Regions from separate parts of the Mus musculus genome. Here all the other regions are linked to region 3. A link is a contact called in public HiChIP or PLAC-seq data. All regions are on one chromosome and are shown on one strand. Each heading gives the region's core, a stretch centred on a gene start, on an enhancer-like site or on the middle of the called end of the contact. The rest is flanking DNA. Distances are from core to core; before and after follow the strand shown. Region 1 holds the start of Snhg3 (small nucleolar RNA host gene 3). Region 2 holds the start of Rab42 (RAB42, member RAS oncogene family). Region 3 holds the start of Fgr (FGR proto-oncogene, Src family tyrosine kinase).

Region 1 (4,240 bases), core at 1,542-4,041, 620 kb after region 3:
GCTCCGCCCTGCTCCACCCTGCTCCGCCCCGTTTCTCCTTCTCTGTCCCAGGTTTAGAGAGTACTTTGCATATGCCTGTGCTGTCTGGGGTGTGGTAACCTTTTTTTTAGACAGGGTCTTATGTAGCCTCACTATGTAGCCAAGGATCCCCTGCCTCCACCTCCCGAGTACAGGGCTCACAGATGCACCCACCATACCTGCCGGCCAGCAACGGCTTCTCTCAGCTGTTCTCCCTCACGTGCCAATCCTGAGCTCCCGTCTGCTTGTGTGTGCCATCAAGGGCTCTGACTCTGTTCATCTCATCTGTCTTCTGAAGCAGGATATGTTAGGGCTGCATCTAGGCAGTGGTTTTGTTTTTATGTATATAAAAGTTGATTATGTGTCTTCTTTCTGTAAGTGGAAGCTTACAGTCCTAATGTAAAGGACTTAAAGCCTCGCTGTCGCATGTTAAGATGCTTCCCTACTGTACAGAATCCTGTAAAATACATAATTACGTTGTATATCAGCCTTCCTACCAATCTTAATTATTAAAGTATTTTAGAATATCAAAAAAACTGAATTTGTGTTACTTTTTACTTTTTTAGTGCTGGGCATTGAGCTCAGGCCTCATGCATGTTAGACAGTCACCCTAAGCCATATCCCTCACCTCTGGTCTTTTGTTTTATTCAAGAAGATTAAAACAACTTAAAAGTGACACCCAAAATACTGCTAACGACTTCAAATAAAAAGAAGATAAATGATAATGTTAAATGTAGCCAGAAGTGAAACTATCATGTTTGTTTGTTTCTCTGAACAAACAAAAATCACAGGGCTGGGATATAGCCCAGTAGAGCACTTGCCTGGGATCCCTGTGTTCAGTTCCCAGCATCAAACAAGACAAAGTGTTCCCGGTGGGTGCTTCTGAAGCCAAGAAGGGTCAGAAGTTCAAGGTCATCTTGAATAATATAACAAATTCAAAGCCAGCCAGCATAGCCCAGGGTATATGATATTCATTCCCCGGCCCCTCTCTCTAAATTGCAGAGAGAGGAGTATTGGGAACCCCCTATGTCTGGTAACTCCACTAGGTGCCTCACCTGCCTAACCACTCCCCACCCTGTCTGGAAAATGAGATTGTGTAGGTCAGGGTTGGTTTTTTTTTTTTTGTTTTTTGTTTGTTTGGTTGGTTGGTTTTGGTTTTTCGAGACAGGGTTTCTCTGTATATCCCTGGCTGTCCTAGAACTCACTTTGTAGACCAGGCTGGCTTCGAATTCAGAAATCCGCCTGTCTCTGCCTCCGGAGTGCTGAGATTAAAGGCATGCGCCACCACTCACGGCTGTTTTTTTTTGTTGTTTTGTTTTTTTTTGTTTTTGTTTTTTTGTTTTAAAGGTCAAGACAAATACTATATATATATATATATATATTTTTTTTTTTTTTTGTTTTTGTTTTTGTTTTTGTTTTTTTGAGACAGGGTTTCTCTGTGTAGCCCTGGCTGTCCTGGCACTCACTTTGTAGACCAGGCTGGCTTTGAACTCAGAAATCTGCCTGCCTCTGCCTCGAGAGTGCTGGGATTAAAGGCATGTGCCACCACGCCCAGCTGACAAATGCCATTTTTACATATGTTTGAGAACAAGGAGTTTCAACAGTCCCTTACAAGGATTAACTCAATATGGCCCACAGCTGAATGAACCTCAGGTTGGTGTCACCAGGCTGGTGTCACCAGAGTGGCTGGTACTGCCTGTCCTCTCTGGCAGGCTGCCCAGTTTCTGCCCAGGGCACCTCAGCAGTGACTCATTTGCTGCTTGGCACTTGGCACATTACCCTTCCCTAAGCGTGAAAAGAAACCAGTAGTCAGAACTTTTTGTTGGATGTTTCTCTGATCCCATGTTCCCGTGGTCCAGATTATTAGGTCTCCCCTTGTTCCTGCAGCTTTGGGGTTAAAACATCTCCAGAAGGTTGTTCTGAAGGTTCACACTGCCCACTGTTTTTCGTGGAGAGAGACTGAGGTCTGAAAAACCATGTCAGAAAGGAGAGGGCAGAGCCAACAAGATGGCTCAATGGGAGCTGGGTGTGGTGACGCACGCCTTTGATCCCAGCACTCTGGAGGCAGAGGCAGGCGGGTTTCTGAGTTCGAGGCCAGCCTGGTGTACAAAGAGTTCCAGGACAGCCAGGGCTATACAGAGAAACCCTGACTCAAAAAACAAAACAGAAAAACCTACACCATCACGCCCAGACAGCCATTCTTTCAAATAAATATTTCACAACAACATTCATCAGGCTTAATTTCATGTCTTAAAAATCTGGGAAACAGCATTAGTGTTTTGTTTTTGTTTTTTCGAGACAGGGTTTCTCTGTGTGGCCCTGGATGACCTGGAACTCACTCTGTAGACCAGGCTGGCCTTAAATTCAGAAATCCGCCTGCCTCTGCCTCCTGAGTGCTAGGACTAAAGGCGTGCGCCACCCTCCCGCCTTCAACCAGGAATCTTAACCACTAAGCCACCTCTCAGGCCCCCTCCATGGGAAGTTTTTAATTGTAGCATCTATGTTCTGTATCAACTGTTCCTTCCACAAACAAAGTAGATTCAAACTCTGGAATCTAGAAAATATTTCTCTAGGCTTTTTTTTTTTTTTTCATTTTGCATATACCAGTGTATCCAGGCCGAGAGGACAAACCTCACAAGCTCAACAATTTCACGCTAAGACCGCCAACACCTTAGTAGGGTAAAAGTTCTCGATCCCATCAGCCTTAGCGCATTTCCAATGCTTCTAAGTGAGCGTAACCCTGCGCAGGCGCAGGCATAGTCGACCACGCCTGACTTCCGGGCGTTACTTAAGGTATAAATATGGCTGCGTCGGCGCGGGTCTGTCTCTCTAGGCGTCGCTCTCTTGGTGTGCTTGTTCTTGGTGAGTACAGTGCGCTGCTCTCGGCTGCTGAGGGTTTGCCCGCGCGGTCCCGCACGGGCTCCGCAGACAGGCAGGGTCGCGGCTGGGCGGACCCGGTGTGGGAGGCCGGGCTCACTAGCCGAGCATGGCGTGAGGTCACGCGCCTCCGAGCCCAGTAACCGTTTTCTTTCGGGGATCCCAACGCTCGCAGGATTATTGCCTGGGAGACTGAGTTGGTCTACGCACTTTCCTTTAATGTTCACTTTAAGAGGACAGGGTCTTTGGTTCCTGCCTTGTGATTTGAAGTGTTAGCCGCCTTCCAGCGTTCGGTTTTAACTTAATCATTTCGCCTTGCTTCCCAGTTATACTTTCTCTTCACCTTGTAACGGGATTTCTGCAGTTTTTTGTTCATTAATCTCCCATTTTTCAGAGGACCCTTTTTTAGGTAGATAATTTCTGGATAGTTTGGTTCCGATGGGGGTGTTGTGTTCTGTTTGCTTCAAGATCTGAAAAGGTGGCTGAAGTCTGTAGTCACAGCACTCTGGAGACAGGCGTTTTTGGGGTTTTTCCTCCAGCTGGAGGTCTGGCAAAAGGACCCTGTGGCATTTTGTCAAAAAAAAAGACATTACCATGACTATCCGACGTGGATATCCCGGGAGGTCACTCTCCCCGGGCTCTGTCCTAGTGGCGAGCGGGAGCTTAGGGCATTGCCCGGTGATGTACAGTCCCTTTCCACAACGTTGGAGATAAAGCTGGGCTTTCGAGTCTGCGCCTGCATATTCCTACGACTTCTCAGAGTCCTGTGGACCATGACTGAGGAGACAAACCATGCAGGAAACAGTTTTTTAAGTCATGCAATCTGGGGGTGCGTCCGAGTACTCTAAGGGTTTAACTTACTGATTAAAGTCTTCTCTTGCAGACCCGGTCAATGATTTCAGGTACTTTGTTGATGGAGGTACGTTCACCCTGAGGCTGGCTTAGTGCTTTCTGCTCCATGTGTACGTTATTAGTGATATACACTGTGTGTGTGGGGGGGGGGGGTGTAGTCGCCTGTTGAAGTTGACTAAACGTTTGGGTGCTAACCAGACATTCCAACGTGGATATCCCGGGAGGTCACTCTCCCCGGGCTCTGTCCTAGTGGCGAACGGGAGCTTAGGGCATTGCCCGGTGATGTACAGTCCCTTTCCACAACGTTGGAGATGAAGCTGGGCTTTCGAGTCTGCGCCTGCATATTCCTACGACTTCTCAGAGTCCCGTGGACCATGACTGAGGAGACAAACCATGCAGGAAACAAAAATTTAAATTCCTAAGGCTTTTGGTATGTCAACTTTAGGAACCTGATGTTTGTGTTGTTTTTTTTTTCCCCTCTTCCAGGAAAGAA
Region 2 (4,439 bases), core at 1,857-4,356, 670 kb after region 3:
GAGATCTGATGCCCTCTTCTGGAGTGTCTGAAGACAGCTACAGTGTACTTACAAATAATAAATAAATAAATCTTAAAAAAAAAAAAAAAAAAAAAAAAAAGACTTGGTTTCTCATTTGCCTGAAGTTTGCCCATGGAGTAAGAGAATGTCCAGCGATTGCCTGTCTCCTCCTCCCAGGGCTGAGGTTGCTGACATCCTCTTGGCTTTATTACGGGTCTTCTCAGGATGGCACTCATGTCCTCAGGCCAGTGTGGCAAGCACTTTACCAGCTGAGCTATTTACTGCTTTAGCCCAAGTACGTGTTTCCTTCCTTGTCTTCCTCATTAGAATGAGAGCTCCCCAAGAGCAGGAACCCCTCCTCTGTCTGCTCCATGCTCTGTGCGTACTTGTATATAACAGATGGAACGGAACAGATGGTGATGCACGCCTGAAATCCCAGCACTTGGGAGGCAGAAGCAGGCGGATTTCTGAGTTCAAGGCCAGCCTGGTCTACAGAGTAACAGGACAGCCAGGGCTGCACAGAGAAACCCTCTCTCGGAAAAAAAAAAACCAAACCAAAACAAAAAAACCAAAACAAAAAGATGGAACGGAGCTGCGGGTGGTGGCGCACGCCTTTAATCCCAGCACTCGGACCAAAAAAGCAAAAAGAGATGGAACGGACCAGTGAGAGGGCTCAGCAGGTCACGCACGACTCTGAAAAATTGAGTTCAATGCCCAGAACCCACACAAAAGGTAGGGATAGCTGACTCCACAGTTGTCCACTGGCCTCCACATGATGATTGGGGGGGTGTGGGGGGGGTGTGAATGAAACTTGCCTGCAGTTGCATAACCAGTAAGTGGCCCTTGAACCACAACTCAAAATCTCCTGGATGGAAATGTGCAGACCTTTGCTGCTGAGGTTGACAGTTCCGTCTGAGCCACCCCATGAGGATTGGCCTTAGCAGATAAAGAAGCAGGGTATAGGGGAGGGAAACTGCTAACCCGTTGGGTTACCCACGCCTTATCTATGGCATGGATCAGCTGAACTGTGGGTTCCGGTGTCAGGTGCAGTCAGAGACGGCCACACGTGACCCCAGTCCTAGTGGGAGCCTCTGAAACAGAAAATGCAAAGTCCAAAGGATCTGATGCTGACACTGCACATCACTGACCGGAGTGCTGTGCAACCCGTCTTTGGGGGGGACTCAGTTCCAGCTGTCTCACACCTCTCCGGCCCTGGCTAGGACTATTTACAGATAGTGCATAAATGGCTTTTGTTTCTTTGTTTGGAGTCAGTGAGAAGAGAGAGAGCCATGGAGCTGGCTTATTGGGTAAAGATACTTGGTGCCAAGCTTGAAGGCCTAAGTTCAATCCCTGGAACCTACAGGGTAGAAGGAGGACCTACATCTTCAAGCTGTCCTCTGGCCTCCATACATGCATACACATAAGTAAATTCAAAAGAAAGGAGGAAGAGGAGGAGGAGGAGGAGGAGGAGGAGGAGGAGGAGGAGGGCTGAAGAGATGGATCCGCAGTTAAGAGCATTGACTGCTCTTCTAGATGTCCTGAGTTCAATTCCCAGCAACCACATGGTGGCTCACAGTCATCTGTAATGGGATCTGATGTCTTCTTCTGGTGTGTCTGAAGACAGCTATAGTGTATTCATATACATAAAATAAATAAATAATTTTTTAGGAGGAGGAGGAGGAGAGGGAAGAGGAGGATGGTAAGAAAAACCCTGGGCTGTTCCAGATCTCGGACTGGTCCTGTGAGAAAATTAATAATAAACAAACCTTGTCTAGAAAGTGAGTTCCAGGGCAGCCAATGTTGTAACACAGAGAAACCCTGCCTCAAATAAAATAAATAAACAAACAAATAAACAAAACTCTGGGTTTTGCCTGCTGTTGAAGTCTTCCTTAGTGAATGAGCTTGGGCCTGCCATGTAATTTCTCTGAGCTTCAGTTTCTTCCATTGTAGAAGTGAGTGGAGTAACCACCTCCTTGTAAGGTTGAGAACTGCCTAGGCCCATGCTGGGTGGTGGTGACAGAGGCAGGCCAGCCTGGTCTACAGAGCAGTTCCAGGACAGTCAGGGCTACACAGAGAAACCCTGTCTTGAAACAAACAAACAAACAAACAAACACTGCCTGGGACCAGCCAAAACTCCAGCTGTGATTCCTTCCTTCCGCTTCTAGAAGCCAGATCTGAGTGCACACGTGCTGCCTCATGTGAGCTTTCATCCAAACGGAACCCAAGACCCAACCGGGTCATCCTGGCTTTCTGACTGTCTCTTTTTAGGCATCAAGGGAGTCAGTCATGGGCTTAGAGTCACTATGACTCTAAGAAGCACTGTATGACCTGGGACAAGCCACATGGGACAAGCCACACCTTTGAGCCTTGGACTCCTAAGCCTAAGCCTAAAATAGTCCACTAAAGCTGAATCTAAGTGGTTTTTTTTTTTGTTGTTGTTGTTTTGTTTTTTAGACAGGGTTTCTCTGTGTAGCCCTGGCTGTCCTGGAACTCACTCTGTAGACAAGGCTGGCCTCGAACTCAAATCCACCTGCCTCTGCCTCCCAAATGCTGGGATTAAAGGCGTGTGCCACAACTGAAGATTTATTTATTTATTATATGTAAGTACACTGTAGCTGTTTTCAGGCACTCCAGAAGAGGGAGTCAGATCTCGTTAAGGATGGTTGTGAGCCACCATGTGGTTGCTGGGATTTGAACTCTGGACCTTCGGAAGAGCAGTCGGGTGCTCTTACCCACTGAGCCATCTCACCAGCCCGGCTTTCTTTTTTTAATCGGAGACAAGGTTTCTCTGCATAGCACTGGCTGCCCTGGATGGAACTTTGTAGCCCAGGCTGGCCTCCAACTCAGAGATCCTCCTTTCTCTACCTCACCAGTTGTGGGATTAAAGACTTTTTAATTCCTTTATACTGTGAAGCAAAAGTGGTAACTGTCCCATTTTACAGAGGTAGTGATTTAGGTCTTGCCCGACCAACTACATCCGGGATTGCCTTCCAGGATCAAGTTCTCCAGATCTTGACCCTTCCTGGATGCTGTACCAGTAACAGACTCATGGGGGAGTGGGGGTGGGGGGAGAGGGGCGGAGCCACACAGAAACTGTCTGAGGTCAGCGGGGAGCCCAGATCCTATGGAGGCGGCCGGCTGCAGCTACCAATTTCGGATCGCGCTGCTCGGGGACGCAGGGGTGGGCAAGACGTCACTGCTACGGTGTTACGTGGCGGGCGCGCGGGGGGCGGCGGAGCCGGATCCCGAACCCACTGTAGGCGTGGAGTTCTACAGCCGCGCGCTGCAACTACCCGCTGGGCTGCGAGTCAAACTGCAGCTCTGGGACACCGCAGGCCAAGAGTGCTTCAGGTGCGGCGAGAAGTGGGTAATGTCAGTCACTTGGGGGGACCCTTTCTCACAGGTGCCAACTGCAGGGGCTCAAGCAAGGATCCATGGTCCCTACCCTGCACCCCTCCCTATTCAGTCATTCATCCTTCAAACTCCGCGGAGTGGGCCAAGCCCCCAGCCCCAGCTTGTGCTGTGGTCTTTGAACCACATCCCCACCCCCAAAGGCCTTACCCAGCCCTAGAGGAACAGCAGCATAAAGAGAATTGGCACTAAAACTCTGACTTTCCCAGAGATGCAGAGAGCCGAAGCAGACATGTCAAGGGGTGGGAAGGAAGACTTGTATGCAGGCACAGGAAGCTGCCTGTGGATCTCGGGGTGGAGGTGGGCGGGCTCTAAGACTGTCTTAAAGCCATTACAATTTTCCCGATTATACACACACTCCCCTTCAGGTGCATCACCAGGTCTTTTTACCGGAACATGGTGGGCGTTCTGTTGGTCTTTGATGTGACGAACAGAGAGTCCTTTGAACACATCCAAGCCTGGCACCAGGAGGTCGTATCCACTCAGGGCCCTGACAAGGTGGTCTTCTTACTGGTTGGCCACAAGTGTGACCTGAACACCCGATGCGTATCCTCTCAGGAAGCAGAGGAACTTGCTGCCTCTCTGGGCATGGGCTTCATGGAGACCTCGGCCAAAAGCAACTGCAATGTCGACCTGGCCTTTGACACTGTCACCAGCGCCATCGAACAGGCCCTGCAGCAGGGGGACATCAAGCTGGACAAGGACTGGGCGGGTGTCCGGCTCCTCCATAGATCTCCAAACCCTAGATCCTCTAGCAGGAAGCAGGACTCAGGCACATGCCAATGTTGACTCCAGGAGAGAAAGGGTTAAAGTGGTAACTGCCTCAGACTCTCTGGTGACACAGGAGGACAACAGACAAAAAAAAAAAAAAAAAGACTAATACCAACAGTCTCCTGACATGTCCCTCCCTGCCTTCTAATTCTTGGGATTTTTTTTTTTCTTCATCAGAAATTCAACACAGGGCTAGCTAGCTATAGACAGCCTCAACTCTTTTATATTTTCAGAATGGATCTTGATACATTGCCTAG
Region 3 (4,273 bases), core at 1,349-3,848:
CACGGTCCTTAAGGTGTCAGCTGAGTTTCCCCCATTTGTGGTGGGTAAAACTGGGTCTATCTGGCCTGACACAGCAGTCTGAACCTTAAATCCCAGCACTTGGGAGACAGAGGTAGGTGGATCTTTGTGAGTTTGAGACCATCCTGGTCTGTACAATGAGTCCCAGGCTAACCGGAGTTACACAGTGAGACCCGGTCTTAAAAAGACAGAGCCTCATGATGGTGATGGTGGTGCATGCCTTTAATCCCAACACTCAAGAGGCAGAGGCAGGCGGATCTCTGTGAGTTTTGAGATCAACCTGGTCTACAGAGTTCCAGGGTAGCCAAGGTTACACAGAGAAACCCTGCCTCGAATATCCAGGAAGAGAGAGAGAGAGAGAGAGAGAGAGAGAGAGAGAGAGACCCCTGCTGTCTGTGGTGGCCCAAGCCTTTAATCTCATCCCTTAGTCTTGAGGGAGTGGGATGGGGCAGTCTGCTTTCCTTACCATCGGCTGACCCAATGTGCTGTGTGGAAGAGACTTGGCTCTTCCTTCCTCATCTCTGTCTTCCCTGTCCCTTACCCAGCCTGTCAGGGCTGGTTACGTCCCTTGTCACTTCAACCTTAGGTAGCTTCCGAGCAGCCCCCACCCCCCACCCCCAATAACCACACAAAAGCAAGCACCCAGGCGTGAACACATTCACTTCAAGCCCACAGCACACTGGGGAGCACCCTCACACAATCTCACTCACAGCTTCAAGCCTGCTGGGGAGCAGGAGCTGATATAGGCAGGAGCCCCCCTCCACCTCCCCCTCTCTTGGGTCCACACAGCTTGGCTACCCCCTCCACCTTCCCACTACAAATGGAAGGATGCTCATTGCATCCAATTCTAGACTACAAAAGGCTTGCTTGTAGGGTGGCCACCTGGAGAGTGGGGTACAGATGCGAACCCTGCTAACCTTCTTGGAATGGGCCCTAGTAAACGTGACATTTAGTAGATGCCAACTGTGTGCTGGTTCTCAGAGGCCCTGTCAGCGAAGCTTTCTGGTCCTCCATGCTTTGAGAAGGCAAAGAACTGTGTAGAGCCAGCTGGCCTGGATCTGATAGAACTTCATCTGCCTTCTCCTCCATTCTCCCCTCTCCTCCCCGCCCCACCCCTTCCCATTCTATTTCTGTTTCCCCCACCCCACCTGTCTTTCTGCTTATATCGCTCAAGGTGGTCTTGAACTCGTGACAACCTCCCTACCTCTGTTTGCTGGATGCAAGGATTATTATAGGCATGAGCCACTAGGCACAGCTTTGGTATGGGGAGGGCTAGTTTCTTCCCCAAAGTTCCAATGAGAAAAGCAAAAGTCCAGAGAAAGCTAGCTCTCCTTGAGGTCTGCATAGCAATTAAAGGCCCATTCTTGCTAAGAGAACATGTCTCTGAGGCAGGAGACCCCTGAACACCAAGCGGCACCCTCTCACTCCCTCTGTGGTGCAACACACCCGGATCAAGGACCAAAAATGGGGACGAAGGCAGGGACCAAAGTTGGCTGCCAGCCTTGAGCCTGCAGCGGCCCAAAGCCAACTGGCCTCACTGCCCTGTGTTGCCATGGAAACAGCCCCTGCGGGCATTGGCGGTCAAAAGCAGGATTTCCGTCGGGGCTGCCAGCAATTCCCGGATCCCGACAGGGACGCAAACCTTGACCGCCACTGCGGATAGGGAAAAGCACCCAGGGAGGTCTGATGCCCCAGGGTGAGGTCTTCCCCAGGAAACCCAGATCCACGCCTCCAGCTGCTGGAAGGAATCCCCAGGGTGTCTGGAACCCGCTGCCCCACTGATGTAGCTAGAGGGTCTGGGGGGAGTTTGCAGACTCCCCGCTTCCCTCTGAGGAATCCAGATAGCCGGCCTCTGAGACCCCAGAACTGCACTCTGGACTCCGAGTTCTGCAGAAGTCACTCTCCTAGACCCCCTTCTCGGGAACTCGCGACCGATTTCCTCAGTATCCCCTCCCCCTTTCCAGTTTCCCCACCTACTACCCCTCTCTCATACCCCCTCAGCTTCTTTCCTTTTTCTCCTCCTGAAAGCCTCTCAGGGCTCTCCCTAGACGCTTTTGGGGGATCCCACAGTGCCTTCCTGTACTTTCAGCCCTCTCCCCAAATTTTATCAAATTTACAACACAGTTTCCCTCTCTTTCCCCATTTAGACTTTTAGGGGGAATTTTTGGTCTGCCTTCGCCGTACTGCCTCGGCCTTCTCCTAGGTTTTTATCAGCCTTTTCCAGCTTTCCTTAGTTTTCCTTCTTCATTTCCTTTCTGAATGGGATCCCCACCCCCATCTCCCGCTTTCAACTTGCTCAGCTCTCAAAGTTCAGGTTTACCCCCAAATCTTCCCTCCAAGGTGAGGACGGTTAGGGGCGGGGCAACATTTGCCCTACCAGCCCCCACCGGGTTTGGCCGCCTACCTGGTCTCAAGGGAGCCAGCTGCGGGTGACTCGATCTGGGGCGAGCCAACCCTAACTTCCAGCAACCAGGAGAGGCGATGTGGGGGGTAAAGTGAGGTGCTACCCGCCTCTGCCCCTACTACCTACTCTGGGGAGGGAGGAGGAAGCCGTCTCGGACTTCTCTTATTTTGGTGACTGCGGAGGAGGAGGCGGCAGCCAGAGAAGTCGAAGTCACGCCTCAGCCCCTAGACTGCTGCCCAAAGCCAGGAGGGGCCCCCAGATCCAAAGTCCGCTGGCTCCCACTTCCCGCTGTGGATGGGCTCTCCCAGCGCTGTCCCTGCGCCCCAGCTCCTTCCCAAAGGTTCCGGCCAAAGGGACCTGTCCCTTTAGTTACTAGAGTGGGATACCAAGGGGGTGGGGGGTTGGCCATCCCAAAGGCTCCCACTCCCCACTCATCTCCTAGGTAGGAAAACACAGAGCCAGGTCAGGATAACTTGGCCCAAGTTCACATAGCCTGTAGCCTTTACACTACTGTCACTACATTTGCCAGGGATCTTTTGCCTGTCACTTATACCCTGCCGCCTCATCTTTAGGAACTGGGCGGTGGAGATAAGGCCCTTGCCTTTGGGTACCTGTTTTTCACAACAATCAGCTCCCATCAGGCTACTGCCACACACAAGTTTTAGAGAAGCTGAGGAGAATCCTTAATCAATCACAGTGTCTCTAGGAGAGCCCTCCCTATACTCCCCCAGCCCGATACCCACCCTCCCTTTAAAACCAAGAGTTATTACCAGTATTACCTCTCTAAAACCAAGGTGCACTGAGACCCAGGAAATCCCCCTGCCTGGGGAGGGAGAGCTAGGGTTGAATTGGAAATGTTTGTGGGAGGGTGAGGGCTTAAGGCATGGAAGATTCAAGTGGGTGTCCCCGGGGCTATACTGATGATAGGCGATGACGATGCGTGACTGGGTTTAGAATCAACAGCTCGGACACATTATGCAGTCAGGTGTGCTTCTGTGTACAGACAGGGGTGTAGGGGGCTGTGTGTGAGCGCCCTAAAGTACAAGTTCAGGAGGATCATGGTGACACACACGGTGTCAGCAAGTGATGGATGCAGATAGGAATGCTTCTCTCAATGAGCCATGGCAAACACCTTTAACTCCAGCACTTGGGAGGCTGAGGCAAGCAGATCTTTGTTGAGTTTGAGGCCAGCCTGGTCTATGGAGTGAGTTCCAAAACAACCAAGGCTACACAAAGAAACTCTGTCTCAAAAAACCAAATAAAAGTGCTTCTCTCTTAGGAAAATATGAAGTGGGTGTAGGAGGAAGAAAGGAAATGTAGTGGAGGTTCAGGGACTGTGGGAGGGTGGCTTTACCCTGCCTGGATAGCACTGCCACCATTATAGAGCATCCTCTAAGTTGGCCTTGGCCATTGATCCATGTGTGCAATTAACAAATAAATGTATATCGTGGCCAATGGGAGCCCAGCCATAGGGAGCCCAGATACAAAAGGAACAGCCGCACCAGCTGCACTCCCAGCTACTCAAGAGGATGCTTGAGCCCTGTGGATTGGAGGACAGCCAAAGAGGAGTAGTGATTCTCTACCTGAGAGGAGGGAGGAAGGGAAGAGGAGGAGGAGGAGGAGGGGGAGGCAGAGGAAGGCAGGGAGATAGGACAGGAGAAGGCAGAGATTAGAGGAGATGGGAAGAGAAGACAGAAGAGGAGAGAGGAAAAGAGGAAGGAAGAAAAAACAGGAGGGAAAAGAGAGAAGCAAGGGAGAGAGGGAGGGAATAAGGGAGAGACAGAAGGACATACACTGATCTTGGAGGAATTGCTCTGTAATTCTTCTTCTAAGTCCAGCTCCTGGGTGGCT

Evidence for each region. HiChIP or PLAC-seq counts read pairs in DNA pulled down with a chosen protein or histone mark.
Region 1: a contact with region 3 is called in an RNA polymerase II HiChIP or PLAC-seq map of embryonic stem cells, with 7 read pairs. The contact joins the promoter of Snhg3 here to the promoter of Fgr in region 3. A contact is called at or near these places in 3 of 115 datasets of contacts at active chromatin or transcription factors (bone marrow-derived macrophages, embryonic stem cells and pancreatic cancer cells).
Region 2: a contact with region 3 is called in an H3K27ac HiChIP or PLAC-seq map of microglia, with 4 times the contacts expected there. The contact joins the promoter of Rab42 here to the promoter of Fgr in region 3.

The regions. Positions count from the first base shown.
Region 1 is chr4:132,352,237-132,356,476 of GRCm38.p6, reverse strand. Snhg3 (small nucleolar RNA host gene 3) reads left to right here and starts at 2,791. Exons shown (of 3, transcript NR_003270.2): 1 at 2,791-2,880; 2 at 3,779-3,814; 3 at 4,234-4,240. Snora73b (small nucleolar RNA, H/ACA box 73b) reads left to right here and starts at 3,951; the gene lies at 3,951-4,155. It overlaps Snora73a (small nucleolar RNA, H/ACA box 73a), which reads left to right and starts at 3,498; the gene lies at 3,498-3,702. Phactr4 (phosphatase and actin regulator 4) reads left to right here. Exons shown (of 13, transcript NM_001161797.1): 13 at 1-554. RefSeq lists a cis regulatory region at 2,533-3,052.
Region 2 is chr4:132,302,023-132,306,461 of GRCm38.p6, reverse strand. It overlaps Rab42 (RAB42, member RAS oncogene family), which reads left to right and starts at 3,106. Exons shown (of 2, transcript NM_001081651.1): 1 at 3,106-3,351; 2 at 3,780-4,268. The coding sequence starts at 3,125. The coding sequence ends at 4,200.
Region 3 is chr4:132,972,420-132,976,692 of GRCm38.p6, reverse strand. Fgr (FGR proto-oncogene, Src family tyrosine kinase) reads right to left here and starts at 2,598. Exons shown (of 13, transcript NM_010208.4): 1 at 2,423-2,598.